2 separate regions of the Triticum aestivum genome follow, and region 1 is linked to region 2. The links are chromatin contacts, called in public Hi-C maps. All regions are on one chromosome and are shown on one strand. The core of a region is the stretch at or near the end of the contact, and the rest is flanking DNA. Distances in the headings are between cores, read along the strand shown. Region 1 has its middle 15 kb from the start of LOC123119287. Region 2 has its middle 13 kb from the start of LOC123119286.

What was found. A called contact is a pair of places that touch in the nucleus more often than the background predicts.
Region 1: a contact with region 2 is called in a Hi-C map of root, with 5 times the contacts expected there. The contact joins two enhancer-like sites. A contact is called at or near these places in 5 of 5 Hi-C or Micro-C datasets (leaf, root and an unstated tissue) and 1 of 1 datasets of contacts at active chromatin or transcription factors (leaf).

The regions. Positions count from the first base shown.
Region 1 is chr5D:40,500,169-40,507,402 of IWGSC CS RefSeq v2.1, forward strand. No RefSeq gene overlaps it. Among protein-coding and RNA genes, the nearest start is that of LOC123119287, 15 kb to the left of the region's middle. Within about 2 kb of position 4,268, at least 3 of the 8 cell types and tissues checked have an H3K27ac peak or open chromatin away from gene starts, as enhancers often do. A contact at or near this core is called in leaf and root, where this site is marked.
Region 2 is chr5D:40,410,635-40,415,724 of IWGSC CS RefSeq v2.1, forward strand. No RefSeq gene overlaps it. Among protein-coding and RNA genes, the nearest start is that of LOC123119286, 13 kb to the left of the region's middle. Within about 2 kb of position 2,512, at least 4 of the 8 cell types and tissues checked have an H3K27ac peak or open chromatin away from gene starts, as enhancers often do. A contact at or near this core is called in leaf and root, where this site is marked.

The DNA.
Region 1 (7,234 bases), core at 3,018-5,517, 91 kb after region 2:
TAGGATTTTTTTTAAAATTACTACGTTCCCCAACACGAGGAGCGGCAGCAACAGCAGCCACGCGGGAGGGGACAACCTCCACTGCCCGTGGCAGGAACCGGCCGGACGTAGCAACAGGGGCAAACCAGGCACCCGCGACCAATCAACCAAGGGAAAGGGGAGGCGGAGAAGTGGCCCATGGCCACGACCGGCGCTCGTGCCGGCTCCAGCTCCCCCCCCCCCGAAACTATGTTTCGCCCCCGCGCCGAAGGCCCAGATAGGGCCGGCCGAGCCGGAAGCGGGCTCGTGAAGCCCCGTCGCCGCGCTGCAGTACACGAGCTGCCGTCGCCGCGACCCCCCGCACGAGTCGCCCCGCCGTCTGCCAGGGACGATGCCGAGAAGCCCCGGCCAGGCCCGCCCAGACCCAGATCGGGGCCCTTTTGGGCCCCATCGCCAAGCAGCCACGCCGCCGCCGCCTCGCCACCCGGCACCACGCCACCCAAGGGACCACGCCGCCGCCGGATCCGCTGCCGCCGAAGTGCACCGCCGCCAGCCGCCCGAGCCGTGGCGCTGCGCGGGGGGGGGGGGGGGGGGGGGGGAGGGGAGAACAAGGCCGCCGCCGCCGACACCACACGAGCAAGGCCCAGAGGCCTAGGCCGGCGGCGGCGGGAGGAGGAGAAGGGGAGGGGGCGCTGGGACGGGCAGGGTGGGAGCCCCTGGTCTCCTCGCTCGGGGAGCCCCTGGTCTCTGCTCGTCACTGGCGCTGAATGGGTCTGGGTCTGCGTCTTGGTGCACAGCGAGTGGTTGGCGCAATAGGCTCGGGCACCATGCATGTTTCCTGGGATGGAATGGGTGCAAGTTTCTTTCCAATTTCACCTATCCGTCTTCTTTTTCTGCGCTCCCCTTGATTTTTCACATGTGGTTACTCTCACTGTCACACCCAGGGAAATTGGACACTCTCGTGTATATATGTACTCTCTCCGTTTCTTTTTAGCCCGTATATAAAATTTGGTCGAAGTCAAACTTTATCAACTTTGACTAAGTTTATAGAAAAAATATTAAGATTCACAATATGAAATTAATATTATTAGATGCATCATGAAATTAATTCTTTTTCTTCACTTTCCGCGGCTTGCATCATGCCAACCACCACATGCTCCATCGGCGCCATTCCGAGCATCCACAACCGCCCGACCGGTAAGAAAAACTGAGATGGATGGGCTCCTCATGTCGCTCCTACACTAGGAGTGACCCGTAGCTCTCATATCCAACCCAAATTTGAAACATATATGGGGTGGCTGGGCGTGCCAGGCGGGTCCGCCATGTTGGGTTAACAGCGGGCTCCCACGCGAAAACCCATCAGTTTGACGGGCTTCTCCTCCGGCATAGGTGTGGACGTATTCATGCCGCCTCGTGGCACCGCTCCGGCTCACCGTTCGAGGGCCAAAGTCCGGCTATTTAAGCCGGACGGTGATCCCCAAGCGTAGCCGCATCCATTTCCCTCATCTCCCTCCTCTCCGTCTTGTCACCCTGTATTCGCTCGCCGTCTGCCGATAGCCATGGCCCGACAGAAGGCGACGACATACACCATGCTCACATTGGAAGCGGCGCCTTGAGCTGCTTGAGGAGATTCAGGCGTGGCACGAAGCTCGGATCACAATCGGCCTGCCTCCGGAGTCGGGCGAGGAGGAGGCGAAGGCAGAGGTCGAGGCAAAGCAGGACGCCGCCATGGAGGATGCGGAGCCGGAGGAGGAGGAGGAGGACGACGACGACGCAGGCGAAGCGGATCCGGCGCCTCCAACTGCGAGCGTAGCCATGGCGGAGTACGAGGTGGCCCATGCGGAGGAGGCTGCGGAGCAGTAGGCCATCCTTGACTCCATCCAGTCGAAGGCCGAGGTGGAGGCCAACCGCCGCTTCCTCTGCCAGCGGGGCACGGAGTTCGGTGAAATCTTCGCCGAGATAGTGTCCGACGAGGAGCCGGAGATGCGACAGGAGGCCATCCACCCAGAGGCGGGGCCGTCCGGCATTGCCGGCATGGAGGTCGTTGGCATCTTTGACGACGACGAGTACTGTAGGCTAGCTTAGATTACCTATGTAGTACATAGATTTTATTTTGCATGCTATGTATGGACTTTAGGTATCTAAGATGAGATAGTTGAATGCAGCGAAGAAAAATTAGGCATGACTGGTTACTACCCGCGACTGGGTTTGCGCATTGTATAGGGGTCACATTTGCCAAGTTGGGCTCTAGGTGCTCATAGCAACCAACGGAAAAAGAGAAGAAGAAGAATATACAACGAGGACAATAGCATCATCATCATCATCCAAGGTATTAGCGGTTTGGCATGGTCTAACGACTGCTAGGTTCGCTCCATGACTGTTAGTTGGCACACGCCTTTTCCGGGGCTCCGTGGCCGTCCAGTCCAAGAACCAGCTAGTACTAGTTTGGGATCATGAAAAATGTGCGTTGGAAGTTGGAACTAGGCCAAAGTTCACGTGTCTCATGATACTGTCTTGCATGGAAATGGAAAATGGAGCAAGAGAGTAGCCGTAGCAAATGGAACTTTCTGATTGAAACAAATCTCTCACAACTTTCATGATTGAGTTTCATGATGACTTCCTTTTGATTCAGCCGGAGCTATCTCCTAGCCGTGGCGCGCCAAACAGCACCCCCTCAAAAATATGACTCCCAAGTGAGTAGAGTACCAGTACAGGATGAAAAGCTACAGCTGACCAAACGCTGAGATCACATGATTTTGGACCTGTGCTGGTCTACTACTAGCTGTCAAGGAGAAGAAGAAGAAAGAGGAAGAGTTTTGGTGCGTAGGGACATCGGCCAGAATGATTTGCCATATACTTAACCTGCTGGTCCCTCCCAAATGCACATACTTAGCTCTCTGTACCAGCTTTTATTTGTACTATAAGTACTACTACTAACTAAAGCGATGATCACTCGCAATTCTCTGCCTCCGTAAAAAGCCGAAACCTCGCAATCTGCTAGAAGAAGACCCGTACGTGGCATCCCTGTCGCAGACGCCTTGCACGCCACAAATGTTTCCTCTGTCTTCAGCATGCGCAGAATATTTCCACTAGCTAGTGTAATTTTCCGTGATTTGGCTTTCAGAATCGTTCGTGATGTTGAGGACACCCTGAACAATAGGCCGTGCGTGTAACGTCGGGATGATTAATTGGTCGATCACGATGTCTGAGTAGGAACTCTGTTTCAGATTACTACTGTAGCAGAAATGCTTGGAGTGGAGGTGGAGCTGAAATTTTGTATGACGGTTTTTCTGTGTATACGTCTGTACCGGTTAGAGCAGCAATTCTAGCGGAGTTTCATACTATTCGGAGTTGACTGTTCCTGGAGGGGGTCACAGTGCCGGCAATTTAGTGACGTTTTACTATTTGTGGGATGATCCTTGGCATTGCTGTCCGTGACTATCCTCCTATCCGGTTTTTATTTGACCGGATTGGAAAATACCGAGTCCTTGTTAGAAGCATCGCTGTCTCACTTGTTGAAAATGCTCTCTAGCAAGAAACCGTCTAGTTCTCTTCTTCTTCTTCTTCTTCTTCTTCTTCTTCTTCTTCTTCTTCTTTCTGAAACAGGTATATACTAACCCAAGTCTCACCTAACCAAGCACTAGAGGGGTCATAGAGATGAAGCAGCAGGTAAGATGTACGTATCTATTTCCCGAATGAAAAATAGAAGACGCGGGGACGAACGAGGAGAATGAGAAAGAGTTTGGAGGTGGACACAGGCTGGAAGTTTTGGTAGGAGATCCTTTCAGAGATGAATCTTGAGATGGATGGGCGTGCATGCATATTCCAGAACAAGAAGTGGTAGGTGGCGACTTTACACCTGAAAGAGGCGCACGGCTGACATGGAGCCGTGTAGGCGGCGATAGCGAACCTGAACCACCGGCCTCCGATCCATGACTGGCGGCCACGACGGACGGGAATGGGACGGACCTTCCTTTCTTTCTTCTCCCTGCCTTAACAATTCGCAAAAGGACCTTTTAGAAAGAGATCCTGCCGGGGTTTTGGCCCGATCGGAGCACTCGGTTTTGTGAGCCTGCTCCCTTCTTCCTAGCTGTCTTGAGGAGTCTTAGTCCAGAAGCAAAGCAAGATCAGGAACTGATGGCAAGATTTTACTACTATACCATTATGCATTTTTGACGTTGGGCCTAGAACGCCACGACTTGATCAACGAGCGAGATGTTGTAGTCTGCAGAGAAGGCACGATGTTGCGTGCACGGCTCACTGCTTACGCCCGTGCGTCCGCGTGCTGCGGTGTTACCATCAGCGACGACCATGGTTGGTCCTACTCCTAGCTAGCGCAGCAGACAGAACCACCTTCCAGGATGGCCAGGAACCGGCGACCTTTCCGGCGGCGGCGGCTTGTCAAACTCAACTCTTGGGCCCCGGCGATGCCTGACACCACGCTTTGTTTACCGAGGGAGTATCTTATTGCAGCACTGCTGCTTTGGCTTTGCGTCGCTGACACATGCATAATTTTAACCGAATTTCCATACTAATTTATATTTATATATCCTGGATGCTTGTAGGCAGCCAATCGGAGGTTGTGCGTGAAACCAGCAGCCTAGTGGATCGATACCCGAAAGGCCGGCCACTGGTAGTGGGGTTAGGACTTGATCATTCATGGCAAGTTAATAAGTGGAGAAAGTGAAGCCTCCGAATCTGCTTGCCAGGGAGCATATATGGCACGCCTGTTTGTTGCCATCAGCTTCAGACGTCCGGTCGTTCGTTCATTTCGGTACAGCAACATGTGTATGGCCATGATCCATCTTGTACTACATGATAGTATTTGACCTCTGCGCTGCGGTACAAGTGTCTGATGCTCCTGTACTACAATGTCTGCAGTCTGCACTTAACTTTGCTTTGCTTATCAAGTGAATCATGTATGTATGTTCCAGCGTGTTGCAGCTACCAGACATAAGGCCACTGTCCCCCACAAAAAGAAAATCACTGTCAGCACTGCACTTGGTGCCACAGTTGGTCACAAGTGATTAGAAACTCAACTGCTGGTGCTGGAGAGATCCAACAATGCATACAGCTATAAAAGAAAACGAAATGACTTGAGTGGACATTCGGATAGATTCAATGGAACCGCGAGAGAAAGTCACGGATTTAAAACCACATCGCTCTCGTCGCACTTCCTCCTCTCTTCCCCAATAATTCATTCAACCTCATCTTCCAGAGCGATCCACCCATCACGTCGAGTGTGCTGCCTTTCTTTCTGACATCTACATCCACACCACATCGCTGAAACATCTCTGTGGATGTGTGATCCGTTTTTCAGGACTCGGTCTTGTGATTTGAAGCTAGTTTTAATGTGTACAAAGTCTAGACGTGCATGCAGTTATATCATCTATCTACAACAGCCCAGTTGTCGAAAAGGACAAACAGACAAGATACAACTAACTTTTTCGTCATCACAACACTGGCAAACAAACTGAATTTTGTGTCTAGAATGTGTGGACGCGACTTTCACTGAAAATTGGGGACCGGCCCAGCATGACACAGCCTCATGGACGGTGGCTCCTATTTCCCCAAATCCTATTTGCCCCCTTAAGCGCCACTTATAGCCATTCTCTTTCTCTTGCATGGCACACACACCTCCACAACACTTCGTACCAAATTGAGCCCATGTAGGATTTTCTTTCACTAGTTTTTGGGATCCTTCCCATGAAGAATCTGCAGGGTTTTCTTTCTGCTTTTTCTAGCATGGGTTTTGCTCGGTTTTCTCTCCTTTTCTGTTTTCTTTTTTTCGCTTTCTTTTTATTTTTGTTTTACGTTTTTATCTTTTTTCTTCTTTATTTATGTCAAATGTGTAACCTTTTTCCAATTTGAAAATAATTTTCAAATTTCATGAACTTTTTCAAATTCATGGACTTCTTTTTACAATTTTGTTTTTTTTCTAATTTGTGAAGTCTTTCATTTTTGTGATATTTTTTCAAATTACGACCATTTTCCAAGTCGTGAATTTTTGCTAAATTTTGTGAGCTTTTTTTGAATTTGTAAACTTTTTTCATTTCATGGACTTTTTAAAATTGTGAACTTTTTAAAGTGATGATTTTTTCAAATTCATCATTTTTTCCAAAATTATGAACTTTTTCAAGTTATGAAACTTTTCACATTGTGTAAATTATTTAAAATTATAAATATTTTTCATTTTTATGATTTTGTTTTCAAATTATGAACATTTCCAAGCCTTGATTTTTTTCAATTTTGTAATTCTTTTTCAAATCATAAACTTTTTTCATTTTCGTGAACAATTTTCAAATCCATGGACCTTTTAAACTATTAAACCATTTTTTGAATTCTTCAATTTTTTTTAAAACTTCACAACCTTTTTTGAGAAAAGTCAACAATCAGTGGTCAATGCCTGCAACTCAACTGGCTGTTTTTTTTACGGAAAGTGACCTGGCTTTAGTGAGCTAGAAAGGAAAAATGGCCACACGGGTAAACAACCAAAAGCGAACTATTATTGGGCCATGGCCCGCGTAAGCACGCGAGCGTCAGCGTGCAATTGGGCACTGAAGGCATTGCATAGGTGCTCCCAGGGTAGGTCGAGAGCTCCTCTTCGGTGAAATCATTAATTAAGGAGTACTCTTTGCAAAAAGGTCACTTACACCTCCATAGGTTGTGACAAGTAGTGTATTGCATGTGCGCCACTTGTCGTAACCTGTTAGTTTTCTTTTTTTCTCTCCGTAGATTCGTTTATTAAAAATGTTTTATCTCTTAACCCATGTATCAAAATTTCAAACCATTTTCACGGTTGGATTCCTCACGCCGAGATCTTCAAAACTAGATCCCATGTTGATAGATTTTCACAAACTATTTCTTCACGAGAAAAAAACAAATCGGAAGCACATTTTTTTCCTTCTCAGAAGAAAATCCGTGCCTAAGTAAATGTGTGCCTCCATGATAAGTAAATGTGTGCCTCTCGCGGAAGAAAAAAATGCGTTCTTTTCCGTTTCCAAGAGGCACAACTGTGCCTCTCGCGAAAGGAAATAAACGAGTTTTTTTGCGCAAAATTTATCTTTTGAGTTTTTTTCAAAACCTAAGAAAGAATGAAGGAAAACCAAAAAGCCAAAAAACCCTGAGAAAAACCATCTAAAAAGCCAAAAACGCGTGTAGAAGTAAAAAATCAAAGATCGAAGGGAGCGTCCAGAGCGCGAAACGTGGCGCAGCTAAGAGAGCGCCAAGTGGCACACTCTCATCCCACCCCAGG
Region 2 (5,090 bases), core at 1,262-3,761:
GCGCTCCCCTTGCCTCCGTCATTGTCTCCCCGCCGGTCACGCCAGCGTATTAGCGTCCCAGTGCACCAGGCGAAGTGGCACTTGGAGCACCGCGTCCCCTTCCCTACCCCGACGTCACGCTGCCACACGATTGGCACTTGGATCCAGAGAGGATCCCAGTGCCGACGGTGCCGCGGTTAGCGCGTGCGCACGCGGAGGAGGTGCGGCGCCGGCGGCGGCAGCTGATGCCGGAGCAACGCCTCAACCTCGCCTACGCATCAGACTCTACCTATTGGGAGGTCTGGTTCGCGTTGGAGCACGAGGAGCAGAGTCGGTGCGGCGTCCGCGACGTGGAGGCTGGCACCCCGCCGTTCGCAACGCGGACCAGGAGGCGGAGGCTGCCTACCAGGCGGCGCTGGCGGCTGCCCTCCGTGAAAGCGAAGAGGAGGAGGAGGCAGCGTAGCAGGCGCGGCTGTCGGAGGCCATGGCGCTCTCCGCTGCTGGCGACTGCGTTGTGCCGCCGCTGATGCCGCCGTCCCCCATCAAGACCGAACTGCCGCCGACCCCCGTCAAGACCGAGCACTACACATGGCATGGGTACATGCGCGAGTGGGTCAGCACACCCCCGTCTGGTTTGGGGCGACACCGGCGCAAGAGCAGATCTACCGGGAGCAATGGCGGGAGCGCAGGCTGGCGGAGGAGCACCGTGAGGGCGAGCGGCTCGAGCAACTGGAGCGCGACGCGAATGAGCAGCGCCGCGAGGCGGAGGAGGAGGATCGCCATGCCCGCGGTGCGGCAGAGCAGCCGGCGGTGGTACGGCCAGCGGCGGAGGATGTCGCCACAGCCTGGGAGACGGCGTTCCCCTAGGCTAGCCCGGCGCCGATGCTCATCGACCTCACGGCACCGATGACGACGACGAGAACGCCTAGGGCAGCGCGCCTCCTCCTAGTTTTTAGGTTTGTTTAATGTTTTTACTTAATGCAAAGTGGACTCTCGCCGGCCATTGTGGCTAATGTTTAATTAACGTCTTTTATTTACAAAATATTTGCAGTATTTGTTTCGCGCCAACTAAAAAACGGGTTGGGCCAGCGTTGGGCGCAAGCGCCGACCTAAACGCGAAAACGGACATGGGCGTTCGTCGGCCCGATCCAAACAGACAAAAAACCGGACAAAATCACCGTCCATTTGAGTCGGCCGGTTGGAGTTGCTGTTACATGCCAGAACTCCACGCCCGTACGCCGCCAAAAACTAACTAACTACTCGCTCTAGCCCATCCTGCTAGCCCTCTCAGGAAAGGGGTGAAATCGCCCTTGAGGAGGCCAGCAGATTTCCACGCTCGACGCTCACTCTCTAGTCTCTACCCTAGCAATCACGGCCGCGCGGGGCACTCCCCATGTATGTGTGTCCCAACAGAATTAGCTAGGTTCCAACTCACAACAGAGAGAAAACAGAAGTAGCTAAGTGAGCGAGCTGCGGTTGCGGGAGTCGAGACTCGAGAGGCAGGCAGATGAGATCCACGTACTGCTAGCCAACGACTTGGCGCGCAAATGCTAGCGTCAAGGCCGCAATCTGTGCGGCGAGCAATCCTCTCTTTTCGCTGCTACTAGCCGGCTCCTACGTAGGACGTAGCTAGGAGTAGTAACCGCACTATGTAAGGCGCAGCGTGGCGTTCGTTGGCGCTGACGCTGACGCTGACGCCGCGGGGCGTGGAAGCGCAAACAGTCGAGAGAAGAAAAAACTTGACAAGAATTTGTGACGGTGCCGGTGTTCAATTTGGCACCCTGCTTGTATTCTATAGCTCGTTGCGTACGTACAGGTGCTTGAAGCTTGGTCCATCGCGATCAGCGAGCTGCACCACTATATTATCACGGAGGAAATAAGATCTATCGATCAATAATATGACAAAAAAGACAAAAAGAAAAGGTAATAATTGATCCGGGCGGCCGGGCGGCCCATGCAGCACCGCTGCACGGGCACGGTATGGTGACGACGTGGCGTCGACGTGGAACGTACATACAGCACCTAGTAGAAACAATTAAAGCTGTGAGATGACACCTACGTGCATGAACCCATCGGTCGGCAAGCCGTCCGTCCATACACGCAGCAAATAACGGGGTTTCTGCAGAAACGGACGAACCAAGGATGAACCGCATGCATGTATACGCAACAAATGACGCGAGTACGTACGTACGTATGGTTGCCATACCGCCTTGTTCGGCGTTGCATACGATTTGTTTAATGTTATCCTGCCGTCTCTGCTTCAATTTTGGCGGTTTCATTTCTACTCCTACGTGCGGTTTCTTTCTTTGACCATCAACCAACATCAACATGGTTGGTGCTTTTCATTTCGATGTAAAAAGGACGTATGGTCGTTTCCCGCAAAAAAAAAAAAGAAGTCGTATGGTGCAGTGAGTGCATGGTCCTTGGCGACAAAACCGTAGCTGCCTCTCCCACGTGGCCGGTACACGAGCGTGGAGCCTACCCAAACGTACTGCTGCTGCTGCACCATCCGTCCGGCGTGGAGCCGAGATCGGTCGAGGACAAGCCTTGTAGGTTCCTCTCCCTTCCCTTCCCTTGGCCAAGGGAGGTGCATGGGGATTGGGAGGGAAAGGGCACACATGCATCTCGTTTTACATTCCCCGTTTCCGTCCGCCAACCGCACGGCCGCCGGCTGACTTAATTTTGACCCGACAAAGCACGAGGCCCGGCACATATCAAGAGAGACGCATCCCCAACCCCACCGTGCACATATCTATCCGGCTTGGTCTGTTTTTTGGGTTTTTGTTTTTGAACAAAGCTTGGTCGCGCATGAATATGAATGCGAGGAGAGAGAGGGAGACGTGCCCTTCTCTCCCTTTGGCCGCTACGAACAAAGCCTTTTAATTGGACCTGCCCCTCCCCGGCTCGTACGCTCGCTCGCTCACCGGAACAAAAACTCCAATTAACAAAACAGAGCCGCCCGCCCACAGCCATTAATTTCCTACGCACCCCAGTCCAGCACAGAATGCTACGTGCCCATCGGAGCCACAAAAGGGCAAGCGATAGAGTGCGAGTTGCTGATGAGTGTGCAACACTAATGCTACGACTGACTGCACCTCATGAATCATTCATCTGCATCCTGATGCTGGCGTTTCAAAAAACAATGCCACTACGTAACAATCATGCAGGCAGAGGCAGAGGCAGGCGGCTGCTCGTCACGCAACACATGAGTCCAACAAGACGTACAAAGAACGAAAGAGACCAAAGAGATGGACAGTTTATTACTGCATCTATATATCTGTCAGACAAGAAAGAAAGAAAACATGTGGCTGGCTCCCCGATCTCCAAAGGCCAGGATAGAAAGCTTGCGGCTGTGAAAATAACCCTGCACCACCATGCCCATGGGTTCCACCGAAAACGCCCTCCCAGTGCAGGCCCGCCTTGGAAGTTGGAGCTTCTCGCGGTCACGGATGGCAATCATCATCACAAGAGAGCAAAACCAGAGCTGTCCGTCCCTCTTGCTTGCGCTGATGCTGCTGCTGCTACAGCACTAGTACTACCGCTCTCCGTACTAGTACTAGCTGAGGCTGTAGATCGATCTCGGTCTAGGCCTTATCGAAATCGCAGGGCCCAAGGATAAGCAAAGCCTTTTTCTTCATGTAAAATGTGCATGTAGTAGTGCGGCTTAGCCATGGTGCAGTCCAACATCTCATCATGCATGTTTCTCCAAAGCTACTAATAATATTTCAAAAGCTAATAATTCTTCTAAGGTCGTACTACGTACTACTACTTTTTCTATGCTCCTGCGTCCTCCACCACGAGTCTCGCTGATGATGTAATCGAGAGCCAGTCTACCATTTCTCTCCAAAGCAAAAAAAAGGTAGAAATAATTCAGGGATGAACCTTTCCACTTAAAAAAAACTAAATAAATCGAGAGTACGTCAATGGCGCAAGCTTACGGCAGATTCGACTTCCATCTTTTCACTTCATATTCATATGCATAACCATGCATCCGGGTATCTTTTTTATTTAGAGCCTTGAGATTCCACGAAATCAGCTTCTAGTCAACTATTCAACCTCGCCAGCGCCCTTAATTTAAGTATGCATTTAATTTTGACTCCAGTTCCGACCAAGCGTCAAATTTTACGACTGAACGAAACGTCGGATCTAAACCCCAGCCCATCAACGTGATCGTGCTAGTTTTGCCCCACAAAAAGCTCAATTTTCACTGGGACACACTAGCAGGCCTAAAAACTTGGAATTTTGCGCCCAACTAGAGAAAATAGCTAAAAACATATAAAAAGTTGCCATCGGCAAACATATAAACTTGCCATAGTTACAATACATGGATACCATCCATGGCCTAATTTTAGTAAAAATTATATACATGTCTAAACAATGAAGGCAAAATTATACAAAAAATCATGTGACAGAAATTAGAGAATCTTGTGTCCCAAATAATGATAATACTGTTGACGGCAGTGTCGCTGCAATCACAAGAGAACTACAAACAACCAATTGGTTGGATGTCTTTTGGAACAAAACGCTTATAATACCAGAAAATGTCATACATGAACTTCCACAAAATGGCCATGCATTAGAAGTAAACTTGCCATATCATGAAACAAAACAAGGAAACTTAACAAATTATTCTACAAAAGCACCGGAAATCCAATTCGGCTCTTGGGAGTATATGCTCCCGCGCACCAAAAATGCTTTTTGCAAATGTCAAAAGAATTTGAAAAAACATGAATGTGTTCATTGTGACACTCAAATGCTACCTGCAATTTTAGGGGAAAGCTTAAGCATTTTGAACTGTGCAAAAAAAAAAAAACAAGTCAAACGCCAAATGTTACCTCCAAGTGTTGCACTTGATTTTGTTTAAACACTGCTATCCTGCTTCACATGAAAATTATCAAGCCCCCTTGGTATATTATAATAGCATGAAGCAATCAAAAATTATAGATACATTGGAGACGTGTCATGTATCGCTCTAGGTTGTGGCAGTTACATGCTGAATCTCATCTAAACATCCATCGCTACTCCATGCCTACGCTTTAATACAATTGCCTTTGCTCAAGTTACTCTACTTGCTACAAAAGTGCTACTTGTACCGTTACTATTGCTATCAT